Linked DNA regions of Sus scrofa: regions 2 and 3 are each linked to region 1. Evidence: chromatin contacts called from public HiChIP or PLAC-seq data. All regions are on one chromosome and are shown on one strand. Each heading gives the region's core, a stretch centred on a gene start, on an enhancer-like site or on the middle of the called end of the contact. The rest is flanking DNA. Distances are from core to core; before and after follow the strand shown. Region 1 holds the start of CLEC7A (C-type lectin domain containing 7A). Region 2 has its middle 11 kb from the start of CD69. Region 3 holds the start of LOC100520491 (killer cell lectin-like receptor subfamily B member 1B allele B).

Region 1 (4,896 bases), core at 2,048-4,547:
AGAAAGCAAGAGGCAAACGATATACAGTCAATTGGAGCCATGGTCAATTTGAAATAGTAATAAATCTTCTTTCTTTCATCTATCATTTAAAAATGAGAGCTCCAAGAGGAGTTCCCCAGTGGTGCAGCAGGTTAAGGATCTGGGGCTGTCCCTGTAGAGGCTCGGGTCACTGCTTGTGGTGCAGCTTTGATCCCTGGCCTGGGAATTTCCTCATGTAGCAGGTGCTTCCAAAAATAAATAAAAAAATAAAATATAAAAATGGGACCTTCTTGAGAACCCGCCTATAACACAGAATGTACTCAATAAACACCTAATTAAGAAATCTTTCATAAAGACTCTCTGAAGGCACAAAAATATGGACAATAGAATGGGTGAGATATAAAATCTAGGTAAATTTATTTCTCCATCAAAAGATATCCACTTAGTACTTGGTAAGTGCTGCAAGTATTTCCTGGTATTATCCAAAAAAAAAAAAAATTCAGATTAAAGGACCAGGTACAAAACACTTTCTTTAAATCATGAGATATAAAAATGTCTTATAGTCTTTTTAAAGAATTTATTTCATTAGGAAGATAAGCACTAATTGTACTTCCTTCTTCACCTCCGCTGGTTTCCTCTCATTCATTTACCCTAGGAATTCCACAGCTTTGAAACCAGCTATTCAAGAAGGTAGTAGATCACTGCAGTTAAAAGTATGAGTTTTTTAGACATACTGCCTAAACATCCAATCACGTTCCTACCATTAACTGGTTTATGATGCCAGGACTAAAATAAGAACTAATAGCACTAATTCAATAAGGTCAATATGCAGATTAAATAAGATTATGTTACACTCTTAAAAGAGTGCCTAGATCATTACACATTTTTAATTAAATATCTGCCATTGCTCATCTCCTCCAGTACTCACCCATGGTACCCAGGACCACAGCTATCACCAACATTAACAAGCATAAAATTCCCAAAGTCACAGTAATGGGTCGCCAATAAGGGGATGCAGCACAAGGTCCTGAGGAGCCAAAGAGAGCAGAAATTGAGTAAAGTAACTGGATAATGGATCATGGAACATTTCAGTTCTCTAGTTCATCAAAATCTGATCCCCGAAATATCTACTCATCTGGAATAATCTGAATTTTTCTCCCCTTTTAGCAATACCTCTTCATGTTTCTGAAACTGTAACTTGAGTGCAGTGCCTTGGTATTTGTGCACTCTAAATTTCAGCTCCACATTGATGTTTATATGTCTTACACTATCAGGATTCCTGAAAGCATACTCCTTCTTGAGACAGCTTCATGGAGCAGAAATAGCACTGGTTTCTAAGAGTAATCTTCCCCTTTCTCTTATTTGTTGCATGCTCTTGGGAAAATTATGCCCTCTGGTTTTTGTTTTTGTTTTTTTTCAATTCTCTTTGTGAAAAGTGAGGGTACTAATACATCAAAATGTTATTATGAAAATTAAATAAGTTAACACACATAAAGGCACCTAGACTACTAGCACAGTCTAGATAACCCACCGTTTAACCACACATACATGTAAACACACACATACCTCCCTATCTTTTGCATAGTTTTTCCACTCTCCCCCAACAGGTTGCCCAAGGAAAGAATTGCACAAGCGATGAGAGGAAAATAATTGTGCAATATGAATGAGCAGAAAGCAGAAGGGAGCAAATTCTGACGTCAAAACCTGTGAATAAACTCTCCCTTGATAACAAGAAATTCATTTTCTATTAATACCCCTACACCAAGATTGAGAATAGGCATTAAGAGCATTTCAGAGAATTTTCAAATAGGAGAATTACAGGGGAGATTAAATGGCTCATTCAATGAAGAGAGAGGTCTCTGCCGGCCTACACCACAGCCACAGAAACGTAGGATCTGAGCTGCCTCTGTGACCTACACCACAGCTTAGGGCAACGCCGGATCCTTAACCCACTGAGCGAAGCCAGGGATCAAACCCGCATCCTCGTGGATCCTAGTCAGGTTTGTTAACGCTAAGCCACAAAGGGAACTCCTAAAGAGACCAATGCCCTTGTCCAGGTTTCACTTCTTTTACATTTGGTTTAAGACTCGTGTCCTGATAATGGGATATTTTTATCTAACACATATATTTCTTCACTGACATACAAAAACTCCCTTTACAAAAAATAAAAAAAAAGAATATCAAATCAACCTCATTATCACACATACAAAAAATTCAGATTTGGGCTTCTAAGCCCTAAGACTTCTGACTTCTTTGGCCTTTTCCACAAAATCACAAGTTGTTTTTTCCATCTTTTCATTCTTCTCCTGATCTCCAGTATCTTGATGTTGTTCATATCCACTGCTTTGCCTTTCTTTTTTATTTTTGTCTTTTTTAGGGCCACACCCGAGGCATATGGAGGTTTCCAGGTTGGGGGTCAAATGGGAGCTGTAGCCACTAGCCCACACCACAGCCATAGCCACGCCAGATCTGAGCATCATCCGTGACCTACACCACAGCTCACGACAACACCTGATCTTTAACCCAGTGAACAAGGCCAGGGATCGAACCTGCGTCCTCATGGGTGCTAGTCAGATCTGTTTCTGCTGAGCCACGACAGGAATCCCTGCTTTACCTTTCCTTAAATCCCATGCTACAATTTACTCATTTCTATCAAGTAGGTCACTCCTGTCAAAATTCTTTCATCTTTGCATTTCACCTCACTTAGTACAACTTCTTACTTTGGAAGTGCCCATCTCTAGAGAATAGAGAAATTGTAGGTATTTTTCATCATCATAATAATTAACTTAAATAAATTTGACACTTGAACATCACTGGGGTTAAGGGCATCTACCCTCCCACAGTCGAAAAAATTCCTCTATAACTTATGGTGGACCCTCAGTATTTGACGTTCTCCATATCTACATTCAGCTTCCACAGATTCAGTCAACTTCAGATGGTGTAGCACTGTAGTATTTATGATTAAAAAACCTCCATATATAAGTGGACCTGTGCAGTTCAAACCCCTGTTGCTCAAGGGTCAACTGTACTAATGATTGGTCACTGAATGGTTGCTGAGAGAAAAGGCTTCGTGCACATTCAAAGAATCTTCAGCGATTTCTGAAAATCAACATATAGTAATAAAAGCCCAACAAATCACGTCTCGCCTCTCTTTTCCACTTCCAATTTCAGTTGATGAGATTGACAATGTTGAAATCAGAAAGAAAAAAAAATACCTTTCTCGGAGACCACAGATCTCCTGGTGAGGTTGTGAGAGCTGAAGTCTAACTGAGTGTATCCATCTTCATCCACATTTTCTAAAGGAGACTGGTATTCCATGGTTCAAGTGAGTTTCTAAACTGACACAGCATTTGCGAGCTCATCCCTCTCTTCTCCTAAGACAAGTGCCTCTAGACAAAAGAGGATCTAGGAGTCAAATCATGTGGGATTGGTTTACTAAGCATTAACAAGTAGTCCGACCAGCTACCCAAAAGCAGGAAATGAAAACTAGGCTGTGGTAACTTCCCATTGGTACCTTCAGATCCTGTTTCTGAGACTGATGTCACATAAAAAATGAAAAGGTAGCACACGAGATAGATCTTTGTTTCAGGCCAAATGTAAGACAAATGACACCATTCATGTCTTGGGCTGCTTTCATCAGTCTCACAACTGAATTGGACATCATCAGTTGACTTGGCCTAGGTAAACTTAAAATAATTTTGATACCTTGAATTCACCAATACTTTGCTAGACCTATACATTCATTCATTTACTCATGTACTCACGCTTCTAGTAAACACTTAGCAAATATCCATCTTTTCATCTGGCCAGAGCTGGGATTAGAAGAACAAAATGATTACCTGTGAAGAATCTCACTGACTAACAGAAGAACCCAGAGACAGTAGCTATAGGAAGGATGCCATTAGAAGGTACACTGTAACACATCTCTTTGGGATTTGTCAGGGTTGATAATACAAAGTAGTACATTATTTATTCAACAATGACTATGAGCTAAGTACTACCCATCTACATGTTCTCTCATACAATCTCAGTTTTCCAACAAGTCTGTGAGCTAGACACTACTGGTCCTATTTCTTTTAGTCCTATGTATTATTTTTCATATAATTTTCCATTATTATTTATACAAGATTTATACGCACCCATGGGTATATAGAAGTTCCCATGCTGGGGTCAAATTGGAGCTACACCTGCCAGCCTCCCCCACGGCCACAGCAACACAAAATCTGAGCCACGTCTGTGACCTGCATCATAGCTCATGGCAAAGCTGGATCCCAGACCACTGAGCAAGGCCAGGGATCAAACCTGCATCCTCATGGATATTGGTCAGATTCATTTCTGCTGTGCCACCACAGGAATTCCCACAAAACATTGAATATAGTTCCCTGTGTCATAGTGTAGGACCTTGTTGTTTAGTCCTATTTTCAAATGACAAAAATGAGACATAGAAATTTTATCCACTTGCTCAATTTTAAGAAACTACTAAAAATATTGCAAGGAATGAAACCAAAGTCTACTCTTACTGCTAAACCCATGACCTCTTCTGTTATGCTACCATTCCATACGCTTACATGGCAAGTAACAGCTTATAGAGAATTCTGGGACTGAATATTATATTAAATACTTGATGTTTCCTCTTTTCCGATTTCCATAGTAATTCCCAAATTAATGAGATATGGAAAACACTTATCATTGCTGGAAACTAGAGGTACTCAACCCATTCACAAGATTTTGAAGCAAACAGAGTGAAGGAGATATCTGGCAGTTGTCGAAGACAAAAAACCCTAGGCCCTCATTAAAGCAGCAAGGACAGATTTTGTTCAGTTATATGATTACAACAGAAAAGAAGGCCCCAAATAAACTGAACTCGACTTCCCCAAAAGAGGAGACTAGAGACTTTTTAAAGACTGGGGTGTGCTA
Region 2 (4,503 bases), core at 863-3,362, 260 kb before region 1:
GAATACCAATAGCAGCCTTATTTAAAAACAGGAAAACAAACCAAATATCTATCAATATTTTCTATTAGAACAATGAAATACTACACAGTAATGAAAAGTAATTAAATATAGCCACACATAACAGCACCAATAGAACTCATCCACATAATGTTGATCATGAATTCAAACTGGATAACTATGTTGAAGGAAATTATGCCCAGACGAAAGCATACCACATGATTCTACCCACAGAGGGCTCAAGAACAAATCTCAAACCTTAATTTTAGAAAATAGGAAAATGGATAATTTCTGTGTTTCTGGGCGAGATGAGTGAGATAGAGACTGAGAAAGGACAGGTGGCTGTCTTTGGTGCTAGCAACATTTCATGTCGATTTGAGTAGAGGTTTCATAGATGTTTGCTTTGTGAAAATGAGTGTACATTTATAATGTGCACTTCTCTGTATGCTGGTTGTAATTATGTATGCATACACACACACACACACATATACGCACGCACAAACATACTAAACATTTTTTCTTTAGGCTTGCACTTGTGGCATATGGAGCTTCCCAGGCTAGGAGTTGAATTGGAACCGCAGCTACCAGCCAACACCACAGCCACAGCAATGCGTGATCCGAGCCTCATCTGTAACCTACACCACCTCTCATGGCAACGCTGGATCCTTAACCCTCTGAGCAAGGCCAGGTATGGAAGCCACATCCTCATGGTTCTTAGTCAGGTTCATTACTGCTGAGCCACAATGGGAACTCTCATTTTATTCTTTTCAATACTATTGTAAATGGGATGGTTTATTCTTTTTGGTACTACTATAAATAGGCTTGTTTTCAAGTTTCCCTTTCGGAGAGAGTGCCGCTGGTATCTGAAATGCAACTGATTTTTGTATGTTGATTTTGAATCTTGCAGCTTTACTGAATTCATCGATGTTAGATTTCATGTTGCATTCTTGAAACACAACACAAACAAAAAATCCCCAAAAAACACAAGGAAAATTCTGGACATGACGAGTATGTTTATTACCCGATTGTGGTGGTGGTAACACGAGAGAATATGTGTGATCAAACTCACCCAAACTGTATACATTAATTAGGTGGATTTTTTTATATGCTAATTATACCACAGTAAAGCTGGGAAAAACCCCAAAATGAAACAAAAATACATGTCAGGTGTTATCATCTGGGATGTAAATCATCTCCATGCTCTGCACTGTGCGGCAGAAACCAAGTGCAAGATCTCTATAGTGAAACCCTGAAACTTTATATAACCTATAAACTTTGAACTGTTTTTTAAAAAAACACCCGTAACTGTTCTCAGGCTGAATACCTCCTCTGGACCAAGAAACAACACAAACCAAACCAAAACAAAACTGCAGTGACTCTAACCAGCCACTAGATGACACTGCAGCTTGTGGATGCCCACACAGTGTTTGGGAAAGAAGACCGCAAAGGGAGATTCTTTACACAAACTTATATATATATATATATATATATATTGTCGTTTTGCCATTTCTTGGGCCGCTCCTGCGGCATATGGAGGTTCCCAGGCTAGGGGTCGAATCGGAGCTGTAGCCACCGCCTACGCCAGAGCCACAGCAACACAGGATCCGAGCCGCGTCTGCGACCTACACTACAGCTCACGGCAACGCCGGATCGTTAACCCACTGAGCAAGGTCAGGGATCGAACCCACAGCCTCATGGTTCCTAGTCGGATTCGTTAACCACTGTGCCACGACGGGAACTCCCAAACTTATATTTAATACTTGTAATTGCGCTACAGAGCATGGACTCCTGTGCCCCTGCAAAGAAAGCCAAATGTTGATAGTGGCTGTTTGCTGCAAATTAAAGGTTTATTTGCAGGGTGCCAAGCAAAAAGAACAGGTAAGTTCATGCTCAAAAAACCCAAACTCTGATGCTTTCAGGTAAGCGTTTTTGAAGTTAGCATTAGAAAAGAGTGTTATAGAATGCACAAACAGTTTGTGGATCTTATTCTGATTGGTTGGTGGGGGAAGTAACAGGGTGATGTTTCCAGAATCTCAACATTCTGGTTCCAGCCAGACTGGGCTCTGCAGGCTTGTGGTCAACATATAGTCATCACCCTCCACGTGGGTGTGGGTTTTGGTTTCTGCAGAACAACTCGAAGACATGCATCAGATTATCTGTATCCCTGCAGGAGGAACTAGGTATCCTGTGACTGTTTTGTCCTGATCGTTAACTAGAACTTGTTCACTGGAACTGGGGAAAGGCCTCAGAGACTAAAGTCCTTTTTCAGCACAGAAGAAATGGGGAACCCGTTGTGGCTCAGCGAAAACGAATCTGATAAGGATATGGGTTTGATCCCTGGCCTCGCTCAGTGGGTTAAGGATCTGGGGTTGCTGTGAGCTCTGGTGTAGGTTGCAGATGCAGCTCAGATCCTGTGGACTGTGGTGTAGGTCAGCAGCTGCAGCTCCCGCTGGACGCCTAGCCTGGGAATCTCCTTATGCCATGCCTACAGACCTAAAAAGTAAAGAAAAGAAAGAAAGAAACAGGGGACACAGAAAGAATTTTGCACCTGGGAGGGTCCCCCCAGGATTCTTCTTGGTTTCAATCCCCCTTTTCTTTGATTGTCCTTAATCCTGAAGGCAACAGGGGCAGGACAAGAATGGGCAGAAAGTTTTGGATGGAGAGATGAAGCATTAACTCAGCAAGGGAACTCAGTTGGAGGGGGACTCCGTTTCAATTGGTCACCAGAAAGTAGAATTATCCTCTAATAATGAAATTACTTCCTTAATGATACTATACTTAGGCTTATTTAAAATAGAAGGTTTTTTTTAATTAAAAGTAAAATAACTATTCATTATAGAATGTTTTGAAACTGTAGAGAAACATAGAGAGGAAAATCAATACGATCCGTATGCTTACCTTGCAGGAAAAACCATTGTGCTTACCTTTGTGTTTGTCTCTCTTTCAGCACATAGAAACATGGATCATTTAAATATCTAACAGGGTACAATCTTATTGGATTTCTTATTTTAGCTGGTTTAGCACTAACGTTTTGTGTGGTTTCTCATATACACAAACATTCCTCCTCACGATTATTTCTTTTTTAGCCACACCTGCTGCGGCGTATGGAAGTTCCCCATCCAGGGACTAAATCTGAGCTGCAGTTGTGACCTACACCACAGCTGCAGCAATGATGGATCCTGAACCGACTGTGTCACAGTGGGAATTCCCTGACATTATTTTTCAATGTTAGTACATTATTTCATCATGTAGTAAAGTCATATTTATTTAACTTAGTTCTTGTTTTGGACTATTTAGTGACTTCTGATTTATCGTGACTAAAATTAGACCTTTGATAAATATTTTTATGGTTAGTGGCGTTTTTTATGGTTAGTGGCGCAGTGGTTAACGAATCCGACTAGGAACCATGAAGTTGCGGGTTCGATCCCTGCCCTTGCTCAGTGGGTTGATGATCCGGCGGTGCCGTGAGCTGTGGTGTAGGTCGCAGACGCGGCTCGGATCCTGTGTTGCTGTGGCTCTGGCTTAGGCAGTGGCTACAGCTCCAATTGACCCTAGCCTGGGAACCTCCATGTGCGTGGGAGCGGCCCAAGAAATAGCAAAAAAAAAAAAAAAAAAAAAAAAAAATTTTATGGTTATGTCTTGAACATCCAAGATCATTTCTTTAAAGCTCCCCCTCCTCAAAAAAAAAAAAAGCTTAGCTCATAGGAAAGATAAGAATCTTTTTAAGGTTTGTTGGTTTGTTTGTTTGTTTTTTGTCTTTTTAGGGTCACGCCTGAGGCATACGGAGGTTCCCAGACTAGGGGTCAAATTGGAGCTGCAGCCGCTGGCCTGTGCCACAGCCACAGCAACTGGGGACCCAAGCTGTGTCTGTGACCTACACCACAGCTCACAGCAATGCCAGATCCTTAACCCACCGAGCAAGGCCAGGAATCAAACCTGTGTCCTCATGGATACTAGTCAGATTCGTTCCTGCTGAGCCAGGATGAGAAATCTGTTTTTTAAGGTTTTTGGTAAGTTTTCAACTGTTTTCCAAAGGTTGAACTATATCAGTTTATATAATCACCAAGAGCCTTTCTAGTCATTTATTTTCTAATATTTTCTCTAGAAAGGTTATTAGAATTTTAATCTCAGTTATGATAGATTTTCAGGTGTGAAAATCTAGTCAAAATTGTGAAAATTGAGAATAAACTTGGAAAAAAATTGTTATATTAGTATTATAAAAGCTTTGAATCAATTTAAATACTGACTATAGGATCTAACATTTCAATGGCATTTTATCTTTTTTAAAAAATACTCTTAAATTTATTGAATCCCTATAGTTATCTGAGATAAGCAGGTAAACTATTATTCCCATTTCCAGAGGAAATTATGTTGGCACAGCCAAATAAAATACAGATCACTGAAAGCAAACAATTTGACTACAAAGCCAAATAAATTAGGATATCTGTAATACACTTTCATAGCACCCTACATATTCCCTGATCTAGGGCTTCATTGCCACCATAA
Region 3 (4,951 bases), core at 906-3,405, 270 kb before region 1:
GTTTAATCTTTATTATAGTCATATTTCCTTTTTTTAAACATTAGAATATTGGACTAGACAGCATTAAAATTGTTGTCTCCAAATCTTTAAACAAGGAAAAGAGTAATGTTCTTTCCATCATCAGAAGAAATTAAATCTCAGAATGCAGAATCAAAAATATTGGTTTTGTTGGAGTTCCAGGTGTGGCACAGTGGGTTTAGAGCCTGACGGCAGCAGTTTTGGTTGCTACAGAGGTGTGGGATTTGATCCCCAGCACAGAGCAGTGGGTTAAAGGATCTGGCATTGCTGCAGCTGTGGTGTAAGTAGCAGCTGAGGTTTAGATTTAGTCCCTGGCCTGGGAACTTCCATATGCTGGAGATGTGGCCATAAAATTATACATATATAATATATATATATATATATATATATATATATATATGGGTTTTGTTGCTTGAAGTGAGTTAATCTCTAGAAAAACTGACCAATTATATGAGATTTGGGGGGAAATGGGCAAATAAGAATACAATTCTAGTCCACATAGTTTTTTAAACTAAGTTCCATTAGCTAATTTAAAGTGAAAATTCCTGGTCTATGGAGAAAAGAGATAAGCCTCTATTCAGCAAGGCAGAGAGAAAATATTTAAACATAGGAAATAACATGTTCTTGCAACTAGAGAAAACTACACCTCAGATTCATTTGATAACTGCAAGCTTAAAAATATAGGAGAAGAAAGGCATTCTTGGGAAATATAGAAAAGCAAAACATCAGATTTACACCACAAGGCCAAGCACAATGAGGAGATTTTAAGTTATTTAAACATTTTAAATAAAGTTTATAATATAAAAATTCTTACCCTAAAGGAAAGAATAGGAAAGAAATACAGAAATTTCTCTAATGCTTCATGTGTATATAATGTATATAGAAAATACACTGGATTTGAAAATTTATTATTTTCGAGGTGGTTTGTGATTAAGGTACAGTGTTCTCTTTAGCTGTATGCCTATCTATTTATGTTCCAAAAATATTCTCTTACTCAGTCATCAATCCTAAACTTCAGGAAATAAAATACTAATATTTTGTGTCTTTAGCTTAACATTTTTATCCTACCAATATTCAAATTCCAAAAGGATAAATAACATTGCGAATCATTGCCAGAGATATTTTCCTCAGTGTAAATAAATTGATCAAACTATTTTAAAAGGGAAGATTTGATTGGAGTGAGTAAAGCTGTAGAGGAGAAAGGAGACATGAGGATTGATGTAAGTATAATAAATGTTCACCACAACAAATATAAAGAATAGAGGGTCTATGAAAACCCAAAGCGAAATTCTACATATTAAGGCTAAAATTAAAATTAACTTTACGAACATTTTGTGTCACTAAAAACATTGACTTTCATTCTTGCATTCAGTAAGTTCTGCTTTGAATCCAGTCTCTTCACTATTTCCAGTAAGGCAAATATAGACACAGGGCAGCAATAAGGGAAATTAAAAGTAAAGTATTAAGTTTAATGAGTCCTAAATCCAACTTACCGGATCTCTGTACTGAAGAGGAATGTTCCGAAGAAAGAGTCCTGGCAATGTTGATGTCAGCATAGACTATATCTCCAGCCATTGCCTATGTTAAAACGAGAGAGAAGCCCACTAGTGATATTCTGCTGAAGGGAGTCCCATATGTTGGCAAACTTCCTGTAAGTTAGATAAATTGATAAGGATGATTTTCTTCCCCTCTCCCGAGTTTGGTTTGTTTCTCCGATGAATAACACTCAAAAGCAATGTGTTCAGCCTTATTAATCAAGGTAATAGATTTTTGAACCCTTGCATGTCATAGAAGAAAAGGACTATTTAAGCCGTAGTTTTTTGCTCTACAGTTAGTATTCCGCCTATGTTTGGAATCATTTTAATCTTTAATGATATTACAGAAGATATTGTTCTACTTAACTATGAACCACTTCCTCTTTTTTCTTAGACACGCTCTCCGGCAGAAACTCTATGACCTTCTAGTATTTTCTTCAAAGCAGAATGGCAATTTGAGGGAGAGAACAACAAAAAAAGAGAGAGAGATACTATTGTGAGTGGAATAGAAAGAATTGATAGACACTAAACCTTACTCTAGAGGGAAAATAGATGTTTGAGAACTTTCTTTGCTTATCACTGTGCACTAACTCATTAGAGAAGTATAGTGTTGCATGTTTCAGGTCCTAAATTTGGAGATTCTAAATTTAGTAGGAGGACAGGATAGTCAGCATTTTCTTATTCCAGCCATCAATTTGTGGCAAAGCAATGTTTTTGGAAATATCTGACTGCATGTTTACTTAGATGAACCTTAAGCGTCTCTTTACTTAAGGACCTTAAAAGAAAAGATCAAGATGTTTTAGGTGCTGGAGTTCCTGTTGTGGCTCACTGGGTTAAGAGCCTGACATAATGTTTGTGAGGATGCGAGTTTGATCCCTGGCCTTGATCCAGTGGGTTAAGGATCCAGCATTGTCACACGCTGTGACATAGGTCTAATACGCAGCTTGAATCTGGTGTTGCTGAGAGTGTGGTAGAGGCTGGCAGCTGCAGCTCCAATTTGACCTCTAGCCTGGGAACCACATGCTGCAGGTGCAGCCATAAAAAGAAAAGAAAGAAAGAAAAAAAAAAAAGCACTTTTTTTTTAGTGTGCTGCTTACATCTGGAGGAGTTCACTATAATCTCTGAACTAATGGAGGTGCTGAAATCCAAGTTAGCCTCCTTGAAAGAAAAAAGGCAACAGAAGCCATTTAAGATATGTGGCTACTAATCCCAGACAAAGAATATTTACCAGTGATGATTTAGAACAGTGAACAAACAGGTTCTTCTGAGAAGAAGAATAATGGGGCTGCCAGTTGCATGATTTTTATGTAACATCTTTATATTGATATAGTTGACATGATGTGAGGATTCTGGACATTTCACATAAGTAGACTGTCACACAGTTTTGAGTCGGGCTGTTTCATTCAATGTTTTCAAGTCTCATCCAGATTGTAGTATTTCAGTATGTCATTCCTTGTTATAGTAGAAGGATATCTTACTGTATGGATATATCATGCTTTGATTATACATTTATCATTTGATGGGTATTTGATGTGTTTCTACTTTGGGGCATTTATTAGCAGTGCTGCTATGAACATTTGCATATGGATTTGATTTTTTTTTTGGATATATACTTAGGAGTGGAATTGTTGGGTCATTTAGTAACTATGTTTAAACTTTTGAAAATGGTCCAACTATTTTCTACTGAGGCTTCACCATTTTACAGTCTTTTTTTTATAAGCAGGAAAAAACCCTATCTTTATCAAATGAAGAAGTATGAATCAGTCTTCAAGCAAGATAAAATAATCACGAACAAAATTAACAGTTAAGAGCACACGTACAGAGTAGACTACAGATTTAGTTATTTGGAATAAAACACGTACACCAAAATCAAGAGACAGACCACCGCTCACACTGAGGAAAAGCACTAACTCATTGTAAACACACAACTTCTGAGAAAATAGAGCTGACATTTAAAGGACAGTAAACCAGAGACAAGTCATCATTAGGTTAGAGTACTGATTTGAGCTTGAGGAGGATCAATGTTGAAATGCCATCATAACTCAATGATTTCCCAAGATTTTGTCACCTCAAAAACAGGAATATATAAAAATCAGTAGTACAAATTCTCGTAAAACTTGAAAAGATTTCACATTCTCATTGTCAATGTATGTCTCCTCACAGCCTTATCACACTTGTTAATTTTCATCTTGTTGCTCATGGCTGTCCCACGGGGGCAGGGTAAAGTGGCATCTGATAATTTTGAATTGGTCTGCAGATAACTGCTTTGATGTCATTTACCCAGACTTGTGCATTTTCATCCTAACTCTATGAATATCAGTATTCAGTAGAATTAAGGGAACTTTTTTTTTTTTTTTAACTCTCTCAACTGCCCCAGATTCCTCAAACCCTTATCTTTGTCTCCTCAATTTCAATGAGGCTGCTAGCTCTCTTTGGATAGTTCTTCCTGCTTCTGTATTATGGAAAATCACTCCCAGCGAAATCTGGAGTCATCTTAGCGCTCTTCTTTTTTGCTTCTCTTCCTTTCTTCCTTTCTTTCTCATTTTATTTCTTTCTACTATACCACAGCCACAGCAAAGCAGGATCCAAGCCATGTTTGTGAACTACACCACAGCTCATGTCAATGCTGGATCCTTTAATCCACTGAGCAAGGCCAGGGATAAAACCCCCATGCTCATGGATAATTGTTGGGTTCATTAACCACTGAGCCAGGACAGGAACTCTTTTTGCTTCCCTTTTCTGAAGGAACACAGTCCTGAGCTTTCTGTTCTGTAATATCTGAAAGCATTTTTGCATGTGTTTGCTAAATTTTCTGACTGATTTTAAGTCTGATTCTTCTTAATCCATAGTGCTATCCATTTTAAACATCTTTATATTCATATCATATTCTTTTAAAATGTTTTTTCAAGGTGAATATTATGTGGCTAAATTAGTTTGTTTCATTTTTCCTGTATTATTTAGTTTCAACTTTCCATCATAGTCCATTGTAAGAGTGTTGGCTTTGTAATTTTAAAAGCCTAGGCCTGAATCTTGACTTAAAAAAGGTAGCAGCTAAAGAAGTCTGGACAAATTTATCTTTTAATGCCAATATTCTAATCTACAACAGATACGATATGAAGGACTATCATAGGATATGGGATATTGTAACATGTTAAACTGTAAATACGCCTATTTTTCTCTTGCACATCACCGGCTTCCTTTTACATTTACCATGGTATTTCTCTAACTTCTTCCTCACCCTTTTATGGTGCTTTATTTTATTTTTCTTCTTCCATTAATTAATTTAAGTGCCATTAAAATAGATATTTTGTGTTTAGAAAAAGGGACTAAAATAGTAATGCTTAAGGAAATATATTTAATAATAAATTGTATGCATTCTTAAGAATTTGGAAAAGCCC

The links. HiChIP or PLAC-seq counts read pairs in DNA pulled down with a chosen protein or histone mark.
Region 2: a contact with region 1 is called in an H3K27ac HiChIP or PLAC-seq map of alveolar macrophages. The contact joins the enhancer-like site here to the promoter of CLEC7A in region 1. A contact is called at or near these places in 8 of 47 Hi-C or Micro-C datasets (alveolar macrophages, embryonic fibroblasts, heart right ventricle and 5 more) and 1 of 2 datasets of contacts at active chromatin or transcription factors (alveolar macrophages).
Region 3: a contact with region 1 is called in an H3K27ac HiChIP or PLAC-seq map of alveolar macrophages. The contact joins the promoter of LOC100520491 here to the promoter of CLEC7A in region 1. A contact is called at or near these places in 5 of 47 Hi-C or Micro-C datasets (alveolar macrophages, heart right ventricle, omental adipose tissue and 2 more) and 1 of 2 datasets of contacts at active chromatin or transcription factors (alveolar macrophages).

The regions. Positions count from the first base shown.
Region 1 is chr5:61,831,428-61,836,323 of Sscrofa11.1, reverse strand. CLEC7A (C-type lectin domain containing 7A) reads right to left here and starts at 3,297. Exons shown (of 4, transcript NM_001145866.1): 1 at 3,195-3,297. The coding sequence starts at 3,297.
Region 2 is chr5:62,087,185-62,091,687 of Sscrofa11.1, reverse strand. No RefSeq gene overlaps it. Among named protein-coding and RNA genes, the nearest start is that of CD69, 11 kb to the right of the region's middle. Within about 2 kb of position 2,112, at least 2 of the 83 cell types and tissues checked have an H3K27ac peak or open chromatin away from gene starts, as enhancers often do. A contact at or near this core is called in alveolar macrophages, where this site is marked.
Region 3 is chr5:62,103,903-62,108,853 of Sscrofa11.1, reverse strand. It overlaps LOC100520491 (killer cell lectin-like receptor subfamily B member 1B allele B), which reads right to left and starts at 2,155. Exons shown (of 6, transcript XM_003481689.4): 1 at 1,512-2,155. The coding sequence starts at 1,593.